2 separate regions of the Mus musculus genome follow, and region 2 is linked to region 1. A link is a contact called in public HiChIP or PLAC-seq data. All regions are on one chromosome and are shown on one strand. The core of a region is the stretch at or near the end of the contact, and the rest is flanking DNA. Distances in the headings are between cores, read along the strand shown. Region 1 holds the start of Tmem168 (transmembrane protein 168). Region 2 has its middle 100 kb from the start of Gm38767.

Region 1 (2,700 bases), core at 50-2,549:
GAGATAACACCCACATGCCCTATTTAAGGATTTGGAGGTTTATCTGAAAGGATAAGCCATTTAAAGGTTGTAAGGCATTTTTAAAACACACATTCTCCCTCAATCCACAGAAGAAACTTTGTCGGATAGATGTTATCAGTGTTTGTTTACACATGAGCGGGCTAGGGGTTTGAAATGGTTTGACCTATATGAGGGGCTGCAAGCAGCAGGAAATGGAATCAGAAGGCAGGCAGGGACTTTTTGGTGGAAATGTTTTTTTTTGGGAAAGGAAAGGGGTTTTCTTGCTTTTTGCCTGGCCGTATTCTATTCAGGCTTCGTTCAGAACTTGTTTTTCAGGCCCAACTGTGCATTCCCTAGTAAAATCTAGTTTTTAACTAAGAACGCCATGAAGTCAGTTTAGCTTTCTATCTTTCTTATCTTCCTGTTTTCAAGGTAACAAGTACCTTTGTTGTGTTAGCAACAATGTTGTTATGCTTCCAAGTCATTGTCCCCCTTAAAGCTAATGTGATTCCCCATTTGCTCAAGCATCCCTACCGCATCCTAATCGTTAAAGTCCCACTTTTACAAGCTCTCTATTGAACTGGAACCATTATCTCCTCTCCATTGCAAGATGGATTTATAGCGGTCCGTACGCGAACGAGACTGTCTTAAAGCCCTCCTTAACAACGTGTTCTTACAGGTATTGAATATCTTTTAAATTCATTTTGTACATGGAGGGACACACTGTTTCCCTGTATATTCACAGTCCTGTGAGAAAGGTTTTGTTACCATTTCACAGATGGAGAAACCAATTTCAACCCCTGAGACTGCTGCTCCGCAGCACCTGTGAAATGCGGCGCTCACGTGTGTACAACTATGTTAATTTAAGTGCCATCAGAATGCAGATTAAAATCATCTGTGGTGTTTGAAGGTGCGCTTAGGGCCAAGGAAAGCTAGCTAGGGCTGTAGAATAAAGATGTTCAGGATTGGGGATTAATGGCGGACTTAATTAGAAAAGCAGGCTGGGGCAAGGAGAGACAGGTTTTGAAGGTTTGGTCAGCATATGCAAAGCCATATATTATACCACCTATATGAAAGAGCAGCAACGCCTTCTACATAGATTTATAGTCCACTTGCAATTATCCCACTCTAGCTGGCTCAGTTTCGGTCCAACTCTAAGCGGTGACCTCGCTGCTTTGGGGCCTGATCATCCGTGGTCTTCCCTGCTTTTGCTGCTAATCCCGGGTGGGAGTTAAACAGGCCCAGGGTGGGGCAGCGCAGCGAGCACCTGCCTCCCCAGGCTCGCCGCTGGGCGTGGAGAGCGGCTAGGAGGCCGGGCCAGGGAAGGAAGCGCGCGGCGCGCCTTGTCCCTGACGGCGATCCGTAGCGCTGGGAGTCAGCGGCGGAAACATGGCGGCCGTGTCGGTCCTAGCGAAAGTTTCTACCGAGGCCTTGCGGTGCTAGTGCGGGAGGCCTCGGGCTCACGTCCCCACATCACCTCCGCGTTCTGGCTCGGAGGCTCCGCGCCCTTTGGCTCTGCGAGCTTCGCAGCGGAAAGAGCGAGGCTCGCTGGCGACCGCTGACTCGGGTAAGGGGCATCCGGGAGCCGAGGGGCGGCGGAGGGCTGGGGCGCCGCCCAGGGTCCGGCTGAGCCGGCCAGGCCCCGCCCCGTCGGCCTCCTGGTGGGATCGATGCTCGGGGGCTGGCGACCGCCAAGGGAGGGCGTGCCTCGGTGTCCCGCCTCACCCTGACCCGGGAGTCGCGTGGTGTCGCCTCGTCCCAGAGCTAAGGGGTAGCGGAACAGCCAGGGTCCCGAGCCCACTTCTCCATCTCTCGCTAGATCGAGCCCTAACGGGAGAGAAGTTACCATAGCTGCTCAAAAAGGAGAGTCCGAGTTGCCATTCTTCTAGTTAAGAGGTGGGCCGAAAGAGTTATTAGCAGGAACTCAGAGAAACTAGGCTGCAGGTCTCCAACTCCTGACGGCTCAGTGTTGTTCTTTCAGGTTTGGACATTTCCCCTACGAGGAACAGACATAGATTTCCACTGAAGGATTATGAAAGCGATACATTGTGTCTTGAAGTCCATTGTCTTAGGACACCATGAGGGCACTTTTCTGTTTTGGAAGAAATTTGGTGAATTAAGTGAAGGTTGGAGTAAAGCCAAGAGCAGACAAGCCAATGATTCCTGGACTCTCACTTAAGTACTAGTGCTAGCTGTGGCTTATTAGAAAGTGGTTTATTTTATCTGCATTTCTTAAGTAGTTTTTTCTATTATTAGTCAGTCTCCTCTCCCCGCCCCCCCCCCTTCGGAATTGAATGTTAACTTGATTACAGACTGCTGGATACTGAGCGTGCATTGTGGAAGACAGATCTCCCCAGAGACTTTGTGACCTGTGAAGAATGCAGACATTAAACAAATGGTGAAGAAAAGAGTAGTTTTACTTTTCCATTTCAGAGAGAGTGATCCGAGAGGCGATTCTCCTACGAAAAGAATTGTAAGCCCACACCTGAATGAAGGGTTTGACAGATAAAGGGCAGATAGGGCTAGGAGGAGGAAAAGGAATATGTCCAGAGAGGGCACGCCATTTCTGTAGTTCATAATTGAAGTGTAGTTGGAATAAAAGTGAGAGGAAGAGCAGTAACAGATGGGGCAGTTATTCCTGTCCACTGTGTAGCACTTTATAAAGGCACTGAAAAGTTTACACTGTAATACTGTGAGGGG
Region 2 (2,700 bases), core at 62-2,561, 510 kb before region 1:
TTAAAAAATGTAAAAATAAATAAATTAATAAAAAATAGGCCATGAATTTCAGAGGGAACAATGAGAGTGTAAGAGAGGGATTGGGGGAAGAATGGAAATGGGAAAATGATGTAATTATATTATAACATTAAAAATAAATGATTTTTTAATTTTTAATTTTTTTAAAAGGGACCTAGCATGACCACACTCCGGAAGATCCAACAAGCTGTTGAAACAGTCAAATGCAGATGTTTGCACCCAACCAATGGGCAGAAGCAGCTGATCCCTGTTGTTGAATTAGAGAAGGGTGAAAGAAGCTGGGAAGGGCAATCCTGTACGAGGACTAGTAGTCTCAATTAATCTGGACTCCTGAGATCTCTCAAACACTGGACTCCCAATCAGGTAGATGTCCCAGCTGATATGAGGCCCCCCAACACACATACACTAGAGGACTTCCAGGTCTGTGTTCATTCATAGATGATGCACCTAATGCTCAATAGACTGGAGGCCCCAGGGAGTATAGAGGTCAGGTGGGGTGGGAGTCGAGGACATTCACGTGGAGATAGGGGTGTGGGGAGTAGGTATGGGATGTGGAGCAGTCAGAGGGTGGACGGGTGGGGGCATAAAAAATTGAATGTAAAATAATAAATTAATTAATAAATAAAATAAATCTTCAAAAAATGAAAAAAAGATTTTAAAATAAAACAAACATTGAGAATCAATGAGAAAGGTGCTGGAAGAGTATTGAGGTAGCAGGAAAAATAGCATCAAAGTCTGAGGCTGGAAAGAGCTTGGACTGTTCAGAAAACCAACATTATACTGACATGAGGATGCAGCTTGTAAAATATTTTTATATTCCTTCAACATAAGCCATTGAACCTTTTAAACAGGAAGGGAATAGAACCCGGTTTGGGTAATGAAATAAAGCCACCTGCTTTGCGGCCGGCAGAGGGACAGAGTGGTTCATCCAGACACAAATAAAAAGCAATATTTTCTACTACTCTAAGCATAGACTTGGTAGAAGGAGTTTCAAGGATTTAGGACTAAGTTCAAGATAGGAAATTTTTCCCATAGGAAGAGTACTTTATATAGACATAGTTTTCTGGATAAGCACGTAGAGACTTGGACTTGTACAAAGAACATGCAATTCTAATGATAATGACTAACTACTCTAGTGACATTTGCGAACACCAGTCTGGTTAGCTCAGCTGCCTTTCAGCATCACTAGAACTGTCAGAGAGTTAAAGGCCTGGCTGAGACAGGTTGTGCTGGGTGCAGACTGAGATCTACTGCCCTGCTAGTTTCAGTTCTCCTTCAGCCTCACCACTAGCCTACCCAACCAACCGTGAAGGCAAACATAGGCTCAGCAGATCATAGAAGCTTCCTCACAGACTCACAAAGTTGTGAGGAACGGGTCTGGCAGCAGTCCCAAGATGGCGCTTGGGACTGCAGCCAAGTCTCATGACTTGCACCTGACTTCCTCATACACCCTGATTAAGTCATGTCCACTGGGTGAACTGCGCAGGTGCACCATGATGCAAGATCGGACCATATGATGAGTGATGATTCTGGCCAATGGACTGCTGTTACGTGGACTGGGCTGATAGGGCGTGGTAGAGGGGTTATATAAGGGATTATGATTGGGGAAGAGAGAGATTTTTCCTGTATTCATGTTGAAAGGTTCCTGAATAAACTGCTTTGAGAAGAACGCGGTATCATCACTCTTTTCTGCTGGTCGGAATCAGAGGCGACACAAAGTATAGCTATTCAACCCTCAGAGAAAGAAAGCAGAGGCAAACCTTCTGACGGCCCAGTACTGTCTCTCATAACCACATTCAGAATGATTTACAAAGGGACATTTTTCTATATAACTGTAACTTTAATTTTTTTTTCAAGGCTAATTTTAAATGATGGTTTTTAAACGCTTTAATCTCCCTTATAGCCACCACTCACCAGAGGTAGTGGAAAAGAAAGGATACAAGAGAGGTGAACCTGTTTAGAAAGGTCCTTTGGAGCGACTCCTGTCTGTGTTGTCTGGAAATGGGCAGTTCAGTTCACAGGTCAGCAGCCGCAGCCAGATCCACTTGCAAACACTTCACAAATACACTAGCAGTCCAGTTCAATAGAGTCGAGATAGCAAGCACAAATCAGCAGCGGAGGCACTACCTAGTAAAAACAGCCAGGCCTCAACCTCAGGTCAGCAGGAAGGAGTTGGAGGAATGCCAGGAGCCGTTCTAGCTGTGCCTCTCTCAGCGAAGTGAAGATCAGCAAAGATGCTGAGACCCACATGTGTTGCACTGCTAGCTCCAATAACAAGCCAAGACCAGCCGCCAGTCCTTCCCACATCCTATTTACCATCTGGAGATCACAGAAGAAGCAAGAAACTACAGCATGTAACCAGAAGGGTTTTTTTGGTGCATTTCTTTCTATGGAGTCCCCACAAGTATAGTTCAATGTAATGTAAAGTAAAGCAATTCATGCGTGTCATTAGCAAAGAATCCACCAAGTGTCCTTTCATGTGCTTGCTTTAGCAGAACATCCTCTCTCTTGTGTCTCCTTTCGCTAAACAATTCTTTACTCACTACTCTGCCTTAATCTTTCACCTGTCTCCACTTCAGCTAAACATTCCTTCACATGTTTGCCCCAGCAAAACACCATCTAACTGACTTTCCAAAGAACCCTTACGTTTCCACTTCATATAACGATGAATCTTCAAATACA

What was found. HiChIP or PLAC-seq counts read pairs in DNA pulled down with a chosen protein or histone mark.
Region 2: an H3K4me3 HiChIP or PLAC-seq map of pro-B cells shows a contact between it and region 1, with 5 times the contacts expected there. The contact joins the enhancer-like site here to the promoter of Tmem168 in region 1. A contact is called at or near these places in 4 of 39 promoter capture datasets (the C10 cell line, cranial neural crest and pre-B cells) and 4 of 115 datasets of contacts at active chromatin or transcription factors (the NIH/3T3 cell line, bone marrow-derived macrophages, large pre-B cells and 1 more).

Annotation. Positions count from the first base shown.
Region 1 is chr6:13,606,697-13,609,396 of GRCm38.p6, reverse strand. It overlaps Tmem168 (transmembrane protein 168), which reads left to right and starts at 1,299. Exons shown (of 5, transcript NM_028990.5): 1 at 1,299-1,567.
Region 2 is chr6:14,120,347-14,123,046 of GRCm38.p6, reverse strand. No RefSeq gene overlaps it. Among named protein-coding and RNA genes, the nearest start is that of Gm38767, 100 kb to the right of the region's middle. Within about 2 kb of position 1,311, at least 18 of the 459 cell types and tissues checked have an H3K27ac peak or open chromatin away from gene starts, as enhancers often do. A contact at or near this core is called in pro-B cells, where this site is marked.